2 separate regions of the Macaca mulatta genome follow, and region 1 is linked to region 2. The links are chromatin contacts, called in public Hi-C maps. All regions are on one chromosome and are shown on one strand. Each heading gives the region's core, a stretch centred on a gene start, on an enhancer-like site or on the middle of the called end of the contact. The rest is flanking DNA. Distances are from core to core; before and after follow the strand shown.

Region 1 (4,895 bases), core at 1,827-4,326, 280 kb after region 2:
GTTTACCTCTTTATGAAACATTGCAAGAGTTTATAAATAGTCCTTTAGGATTTTGTTGTGCCCACAGAGTAAAATAGTGAATGAATTATGAACCTGGAAATTATAAATTCATAATATAAGTCAGTTAACTCAGTCTCAAAAGCATTGATTTATTTAATCTGGAATAGATGATTTTGATTCTTATAGAACTGAATTCACCGACTAAGCTACTCTTGCCCTGCCAAGATACAGGATAAGAGGTCTGAGGCAACCATGGCCTACGGCAGTTTGGATTTGGTTTATAAATATTTTAAAGTTGTCAGAAATACCTCAGAGTTGTACAGGGCCAGAGATTAAGAGATTCAATCCAAGAAAGGGAAGGAAAAATTCCACTAATGATATCAAAAACTGGACAAAGGATGACATTAATGATACCCCTTACATTTTCCTCTGGCAGTTCATTTGAGGTGTGTGTGCAGGGCGGGGCAGGAAAGGGGGTGTATTTTCTTTGAAAATAAAAATAGAGCTTTCTGAAGGAAGCCTTAGCTTTATTGCAGCCTGAAGCATGGTCAGTGTGGCTTAAATAAGCAGTAACTAGTCTTGGTAAAACTTGTGTTTGAATTTTAATTTGAAAGTTGGAGAATTTTGATATTTAAAATATTGACTTTTTCAAAAACGGATAATTTTTATAGCGATAGAAAATCTTAAATACCAAGTGTTTGCTGATTAACCCAAACCTTGTTTCTCAGAAGCTTTTAGTTTAGGATTCTTTAATTAGAAACTTTAAGAAATTACCAGTCTACCTTCTATATAATATGTTCTTAAATCAATAGAAGAAAAATAATTGCATGATGATAAAGGAAAGTGTACTACTAGTTATACATTCATTTTATTCTGTATTTTGTATGAACAGATATGTATAAATATAATTAATTAATTAAATGAAAGAAATCACCAATAACAAAAATGGTAATTCACAGCTTCTAAAATTTTAACAACGTAATTCTTAATTTTAGATACACTGATCACTGTGTTTCAAGTCAATTCTGAAACTTAGTAAAAGATAATTTTAAGGAGTCATTAATTAGATTAAGTAAATACAATGTATTTTATAGAAAATGTATGTGTATGCACATAAATATACATCTGTGAAGATTACTGTCATGGAAAGCTAAAGAACAACTTTACAAGAAAGGAAATTATTTGCAAACATGAAAGCTGTAATTAGGCAAGCATAAGATGCCACAAAGAAGTTCCTCTAAATTTCTTCTGGGAAAACAATGTCCAGGAATTGGATTCAGACTTTATAGCATTTATGATAAGTGTAGCCAGCTTTGTGTAGATGCTTAAATTACTTTAAATATCATTTCCTGAAAGAGCTTGAAAATTCATTATGTTATCTGAGGGAGACCAAAGTCATTGTGGAATGAGGATGTGAGAATTATTAGGAAACTATTGGAAAATGATAAATACTCTTCAGTCAGTGGTAACTGCCATGGAGAATATTGCCTTATTCTTATTTTTGAAGTTTTGAATGTATGTGACAGAAAACAAAAAGACGAACAAAAGCAAACAAAAAACCTGTAAGATACAATCCAGCATTTTTAGCAATCTCTGATTCTTATTCAAGAAATAAAAGTGAAGATCCTTCTTAACAATATGAAGCATTTTCTGCCAGACTTCCACCGTATCCTTTAAATATTATGAATTATGCCAATGTCTGTAAACGGTTCTCACATCCATATGTGAGGATTCACATTTTTTTGTGATTAGGACACTACATATTAGCATGCATTTCAGAGAACATTATTGTAAGTGGGTTCTAAAAGTGAAAATCCTTGGCATTTAAAGCCGCATGTGGCAAAATCTTCTTGGCCAAAATATTCACAGTATCTCATCTAATATAAAATAATCCCCATATCAAATGAAGCAGATATCTATCAATATTGAGATAGCAACGTGCTCAACATGTTGGAGGTCTTCCATTGACACTACTTAGTAAGGTTTTACCAATGAAGAATCAGTACATAAAACACTTAAACTGTATCACACATGGGTCTGTGTTTGGTTATTACTCCACCGACTCATATTTTTATCATAATTGTTTCTTTCTTCACTATTCTATGCTTAGGAGATCTGCTAATATGAATGGCTAAAGGATAAATAAAGCTGACAAACAAAAGTGAAGATCTCTTTTGGCATTAAGATAATTATAGATCATTACATGGTAGGAATAGGTGATAGTTCTAAAGTAATATGATTAAATAAAACAATTTAAAACTGTAATTCACCTCAGCTTTTTAAATATTTTACTATTTCTTCTTTGTTGCTTCAAAGCTATGAATTTCAAGATTTATTTGTCACTATTCTCTATATTTTCTGCTGTACACAGTATTTGTGGGCTATGGCAACCAATCCCCTTGGGCTTTCTTTTGCTTTAATTTGCATAAACACAGGCATCATATGAATATTCAGTGAATGGCTTTGCATTAAGTAAGTGCCCTTAATCAGCTTTTCAGTTCAGTTTTATTGGTTGCACGCACAGTCAGTTATTTCATCCAGAAAATCTGAAGGCCCTACAAACTAACCAGGTAAGGATTGTAATTCCTTGATGCATTTAATGAAAGAATATTATCATTTGATTACATAGGTTCTGGAGAATGCTAAAAACATGATTTTTTTTTTTTTTTTTTCCCTATGTTTTTTTCTTCCCTTGGTGGTCAGGTGGATGCATGATTCTCTAATTTGCATAAACATCAGCTCTATGAATAATTCATCAGGGTTATTTTAAACACTAGGCTTCTACTTTGGATGGCACTAGGGTACCACTATTTGATTGGCTGGATGCTGTTTTCATCACCAGCAGAATTCCTATAACATGAAAGCACCTAAAGGAGCTGAATTGAATATACAGTATTTGTTTTTTGAAAAATAGCTGTTATCTTTTCAAAGCAAATTGTGCTACTTTTCCCCTTCCCTACCATTAGAGCTTCTAGCTTTTCATGATAAATACATTACAAGCTCAAATGTGGCTATTTGTAGACTTGACCGGTGTCTGTGATTTCTGGAGAATGGGGTAGCAGCTGTATTCTTCTGAACATGCATAAACATGAGCGACATGTAAATAAGAAACCATCACATGCATATGGAGCCCTGGACAGCTCCATTGCTAGGTTTCATCTATTTTCTTTATCAGAATCTTCTCTTTGAATGATAACTTTGAGACTGTTTTGTCTATTTTAAAATGTCATGAACAATTATGGTACTATATATGCATATAATAAGCATATATGATCTGACAAATTATCCCTTGTTGAATGTGTTATTTATAGTTTTTTCTCAGCCCACCAGCAGATTTTTAAATTTGGTAGCTCTTTGTAATACAATAGTGGCAAGAGAAGTGTTAATCAAGAATGACCAGGATAATTAATTTAAATATTAGGGTGTAATTCACTCCCACAATTTACTAAAAATAAATTGTGCCTTTCTTTATGCTTGTGGAGATGAGGAATATGGAATTTCAAGGCATTCTTTATTAGTCTCTTCAACATCAGCCATTTGCTTTTCTGGTCTCAGAGTCCTCACTGACAAGATTCTCATTGTAAACATTTGTGAACGTGAAACATTACAGACATACAGGACTGGAGAATGGTGCAAATTGAATTTAGTCTTTGGTACATTCCATTTTTGTTTTCCCACTCCATAGAGACATATAGCACAAATAAGATGCTAAGCAATTTCTGTTACAAAAGGTGTATTAAATGTTTTGTGCAATCAATTAGTTTGTGAAATCAACTATAAAATACTCCACATTCACTGTATTTCCCATACATTGGATGGATAAAAATGCCAGAGACATCTTTAATAAGCAATAAAGAAGGCTGAAAATTTTTCAGTATTTAATAGGTTTTCCACATGAAAATTTAAATGTTCCCTTTAAATCAATTTTGCACTCTAATGTTATTCACTGATTTTTTGTAAATAATATGCAAATACATGAGTTACATATGATGCTAAAACTGAAGAAAAATACAATCCTTTTTACTTTTTCTTTCTAGCTTTCTGTTCATCGAATGATAGAGTTAGGCTAGTTCTTTTTTTCCTTTATTTGAATTATTTGTAATTAGGTAGGTCTATTTCTATTTTATTTTCTTTCTTTTTTTTTGCTATACCTTTGGAATAAAAATTTTAAAGGAATAGTTCTGAGACAATACTCCTTCACTCAGAACCAACATTCATGAACACATTTGACATATCTGTTATGTTGTCTGTTGTCAAATGCTCCATATTTAAAAAGTGGAATAAGGAATTCGAAACGAAAATTGTTTAAAATGAGAGGAAATTGCAAATTTCTCTCAGAATTCCATGTGACCATATTAGGAATTGTGTTTTACATGTAATTATAAATAGTAATTTAAATCTCACATCTGCAGTGTGCTATGTTTAATTAAATCTTTCAAAATTCAGTATGGATGCTGTTTAATTATCAGCCATTAAATGTTTACAGCTGTAATAAACACTATGCAATCTTTACCATTACTATATGAAGATTGTAGATTTGGAACCATTTAGCCAAAGATGTTCATTTAAGTGATGCTCATTCTATCGAATACTTTTCAAGAAACCAGCCATATATATATATATATATATATATCTCCAATATTTATTTCTTTCATTTGTTTCAAAATAATCCAAATTATTTTCTAAACAAGAAATAAGTTATAATTTCAGAAGAGAGTCCTATGATTCTGTAGATCTGTAAATATATGTCTATAATTCTATTTTATGTGTGTATAATTTTGAAAATGAAAAATTCTCATCTAATTCTTTTTGATTGAGCAATTGTGAAATATACAATTTCACATGATACACTGAATTCCTTTATGTTTTTGCCATTTATATTATTTGGAGAAATC
Region 2 (5,015 bases), core at 145-2,644:
GATTCGCTAATCATTACACAAAATAGCTGTAGGAAAATAATAAACTAAAACTGTACCATCATTTCACAACTTTTCGGAATGTCAGCTAGACCTTTGCTTCATTATATAAACAATCACGATAGGCTATGTGCATATGCTCACAGCTGTGATATCATTATTTACAAATTTAAAAGTAGACAGACTTTTTACAAATATGATTGGAAAGCTTCCAACATTCGTTTCTCGGTCAGTCATTACGACACAAGTTGTAAAAAAACAGCAAATGTTTCAATAAATTTCTGTTATTTTAAGCTACCCAGTCTGTGGTGATTTTTTTAAGGCAGCCCTTAAGGAAACTAATTCAGGTGCTAAAATCAGTGATGTGAATTAAAGGTAGAAAGTAAAGTAAAGTAATTCAGTGTCAGTAATTTGGAGACACTGAACACTTGCTGGAGTGGAGCTTGTAAGAAAGATTAAACCAGCCCTAGAGCTGTAACAGAAGGGACTTGGCTAGCGGGCCACAGTCCAAACCTTATCTTTAGTCACTTGGTTTGTATTCCGTCGCCGGTCTCCCGCCCTCATCCAACCCATTCACCACGAGGTTGCTAGAGCGCTGTTTCCAGAACGGAAATCTGATAAGGTTAGCTTCCCATTTTAAATATTTCAAAGGTTCCTCATCCTTTCAATGGAAATTTCAAACGCCTCACTTCCACTTACAAACAAGTTCCCTTCCTACCCTCCCCAGCCATTCCTGTACAGGTACTCACATTCGGCCACATACGACCACAAACACGTCCACGCACCAGCCCTGTAACTTCTGACCTCCCTCCCACTCTGCACGGTAGTTCTGACTGCCTGGAACGTCCTTTCCCCATTTTCTCCGCATTGGCTACTGGGAAAAACCTTCCCCAACATCACCGCTTGACAAGTGAACGGCTCTTGCCACGCACTACCTTAGCACACTACCTACTCTCTTCTTCACCACGTTACAAAGACTGGTTACTTGTCTGCCATTCGACCACGGGGATGGCGTTGTTCGCCTTTGTACCCACGGAACCTCGCGAGGTGCTCGCTTATTTTAATATATAAACGCACTCCGCGCCGCAGAGGCAGAGAAATGAGGGAGTGAGACTGTCCTGGGAGCCAGAAGAGCTCCCGCAGCTGCTCAGAATTTAGTGACCAAGCAACTGGGCAACCGTCGGGAAAACCTCACCTTCCCGTTGGCCACCGCTTTGCATCTGAATTTGCGGTTGGCGTCGGCCCGCAGTCTTGCCAGCTGCTCCTCACTGGAGAAAGTCCAGTGCCGCTTCTGGCTACTGTTGTGGTACATTGTGGAATCGTGACCAGGTCCAGACAGCCTGCAGGAGACAACCCAAACGCAGCAGTGCCGTGGCGTAAAGCAACCGAACCCCTAGGGCGTCCGGCCAGCCAGCGCGGGCGCGCTGACGTCACGACTGCGTGTCCAGCGCGTACGCAGTCGCATTTCCGGAGCGGACTAGGAAGAGACCTTATCCAGGGTTTGTTGGGGCGCCCTCTGAGACGTAGGTGGGCGGAGCCTACGGAACGCTCCTCCCGGTGAGCCTGGGACATAGCTCCGCCCCTTCCAGGCAAGATTTAAAGGAGAAGCCCGGCAGGAATGTTCAAAAGAGGCATAAACTGAGGGTGTGGGGTAGGTTGATGTAAATTCACAGGGTGTAATCAGAAATTAGGAAAGGACTTGGTAGGGTGTTCATTTTTAAATGGAGGCCTCACTGAAGTTGACATTTGTGAAAAGGCTTTTTCGAGTTGAAATAGTAGGTTGATCAATCATGTAGGGAGATCATGGGGCCCAGAAAGAATAGGTAAGATCTTCAGGCAGAAGCATTCCTAGCCCTTTTCAGGAGGAGTTTGGAGATCGGTGTTCTTGAAGTACTACCAGAAATCTCTGAGAATGGAACATGGCTGAAAAACTTGAAGCAGTGGATGTGTATTGGCCCTTACAGTTTGCCACTTTTGTTGCCTTGTCTATTCTTTCTCTGTGCAAAAAGCACTTTCCCTTCTGTTGATAACTAGCCAATCCTCTCCCCCTATTTTCACCTCTGAAGCCAAGATGTATGGTAGTTTTAGTTTTCTTGAGATTCCCATCTTCATTGCCTCTAGGGAATCTTACAGTAAGCTATCATGAATATTAAGGTATTTACTAGTTTTTAAATTAATAGGACTTTCAAAATTGCAGGTGAGATCCAAAATTTACGTTGATTCTGAAGTGTCCCATTTAGGCATACCTTATTCTCTCATGTATTTATTATATATCCAAATTTCCCTATGGCAAATAGCTTTTCTAAATAAATAAATAAATAGAAAGAGAAAGATGATGAGACCTAGAGAATTTAGGTCTTGAAAAGCCTAAAAAGAAGTGGCAGGATGGCTTTAACTCTGCTTTCTATGAAAATGTTTTTAGAGGCTTAAGATAGGGAAAGTCTTTTCTTGTTCATTTTTGTTGGGTGCAGTTGAGGTTAGAGTTTGCCACAGTTATTTGAATTCCTCAAACTTATGCCATTTGTGGTTTATAATTTTGGCGATCCACACACTCAACATATGTGGCTAATCTGGTGTCGTAAATTGGCTAAGAGAGAAAAAGAGAAAGAGAAGATTGAAGGGCATGGCAAATTGATAACAACGAATTGTGAACAACCTAAAATGTTGCATATGGGGGAAAGAATAATTTAATGGAGAAAAACATTAATGGTACAAAAGATAGGAAAATAAGTGATCTAGATAATTAAATGTCTATATAAAGTATTAGACTCATGACAGTTATATATATCATATAAATTCTTTTCATTTTGTTTTTCTGAAAGATATTTGACAACTCCTTAGTTTTATGTAAAGGAAAATAGAAATAGGCATTTAAAAGAGTTGGCAGACTATGATTTCTACAGGGATATGAGTAAAATTTCTGAATGTCACTTAGGAAAAATATATGAAAAACTTGGCATTGCTGGTGTAACTTTTTTTAAACCTTGAACAAATTTTAGTTCATGAAAATTGACATTGATCTTATTTTTCAGTTGTAGTAGGAATTGGGCTGTGTCTAAATTAACTGTCTGCAGAATACAATTGTTGCTGATGCCCTAACATTAAGGCTCATGTATGATTTTTTTTATTAAAGTAAGCAGACTGGATGCTGTGATGGTCTCCTACTTAGCCTGATGTGCGAAAGTGTTTCTTTGCTATTGCTACCACAGGAGGCACACTGGAATGTAGAACTTGTGCATTTACCTATTTCCATTTCTAGTTTCAACTAAAAAGCAGCAGGTGTTTCTCTTCACTTCTATTATTTTTACTTACTTTATTTATGGAAAATTTCAAATATAAAGAATACAGAGAAATATATTTCAAAAATTATCAATACATGGCCAATTCCCTTCTACCCCCACTCACACCTCCATTAGGTTTTTTTCTTCTTCTTCTTTTTTGAGACAAAGTCTTGCTCTGTCACCCAGGCTGGAGTGCAGTGGCACAATCTCTACTTACTGCAATCTCCGCCTCCTGGGTTCAAGCCATTCTCCAGCCTCAATCTCCCGAGTAGCTGGGACTACAGACTCATGCCACCACGCCTAGCTAATTTTTGTATTTTTATTAGAGATGAGGTTTCACCATGTTGGCCAGGCTGGTCTAGAACTCCTGGCCTTAAGTGATCCACCTTCCTGGGCCTCCCAACTCCATTAGTTTTAAATCACAATTTCCCTGCTACTAAATGAAGATATTTCAAACAAGAACAAACCAGCTAACCAGATAGAACCTATTCTTCCTAGAAGAGTAATAGGGAAATTCACAGCTTGTTGACAAAGATATTACTATTTCATTAGACACTACTCAGAAGTGAAATGTTAAGAAATATTTCAATGACTTTTAAAAGTAAATACAATCTCTTTTATTGTGCTGCAGTTGTTAAATTGTGCTATGGTATGTACTTGTAGACAAATTCCAAATATTTTGAGTTGCAGGCATTGCCTGTAAACTAACGGTTACCAATCAGAGATTAGGTGATACTGAGCAGGTGTCATCTGTTTGGCCACCACAGAAATGCCCTGTACTTATCCACATGCTATTCCAAAATTTCCCATAAGAGTATTAGGATTTCCTTTCTCTTGCTTCAGGACAGTCTTCTTTCTTCAGGCTCTACCTAGTGATCTTAATGTTTAGGGAAAAATAAAAGTAAAAACGTTATATTGCCTGATCTTAGGAGAAAAGGAAGAAAAAGGGGCATTAAAAGTATATGGGAGTTACCAGTAAATACGTTTGCAACTGAAATAATTTTACAGTCTAATATAAAACATCTTATAAAGTGGCCAGATTAATTTATAGTCCTCGTTTCTCAAATGCATCAGCATACTCATGTTCACACCATTTCTGATTTCAGGGACACACACACACACACAAAAAAAAAAGGGGGGGGGGGATAAAAGAGACTAAACCACATCTATGCTCACAAGAAAAACACGATATCTTTGTTACTTTAAAATGTAACATAAAACTGTATGCCTTCAGCTACTGACATGGATTTCTGACATTTAAAATACAGCTTTACAATGAGTATTTAGTAACCTTTTGCAGTCATATTTGGTTAATATACAATTAACAAATTTGTATTTGCAGCATTGGCTGCAAAATCCTTTCTTAGTTTTATTCTCAGTTGTCAAGTTACAACTAACAGAAGAAAAGGAGTCGCCTGAAGCAAGTACCTAGTTTCTAGAAAACAGAGTACTACTAAAAGAAGACAAATAAAAAGAACAAATAGCATTTAGAAAATATCATTGATCTGTATGTGACCCCCTCAAAATTGAAATGCTTTTTCTTTTGCTTTAAGACTATTTCAAATTAAGGCATAAAGAAGACATGACAACGTACTAAAGAGAAAATCCTATAAAGCCATCTTCAATTCAGCAAATACTTAGTAAATCACCACTATACACAAGGCCTAGTATCAATTGTTAGGTGGTAGTGATATGGTGATGGGGTCACAAGAATGACTATCTCACAGTTCTTGTCCC

The links. Hi-C and Micro-C count contacts between places; a contact is called where the count stands out from the background.
Region 1: a contact with region 2 is called in a Hi-C map of fetal cortical plate, with 2.6 times the contacts expected there. The contact joins the enhancer-like site here to the promoter of CCNH in region 2. A contact is called at or near these places in 2 of 14 Hi-C or Micro-C datasets (fetal cortex germinal zone and fetal cortical plate).

The regions. Positions count from the first base shown.
Region 1 is chr6:94,065,250-94,070,144 of T2T-MMU8v2.0, forward strand. No RefSeq gene overlaps it. Among named protein-coding and RNA genes, the nearest start is that of CCNH, 280 kb to the left of the region's middle. Within about 2 kb of position 3,077, at least 6 of the 40 cell types and tissues checked have an H3K27ac peak or open chromatin away from gene starts, as enhancers often do. A contact at or near this core is called in fetal cortex germinal zone and fetal cortical plate, where this site is marked.
Region 2 is chr6:93,788,117-93,793,131 of T2T-MMU8v2.0, forward strand. CCNH (cyclin H) reads right to left here and starts at 1,395. Exons shown (of 9, transcript NM_001266446.1): 1 at 1,193-1,395. The coding sequence starts at 1,309.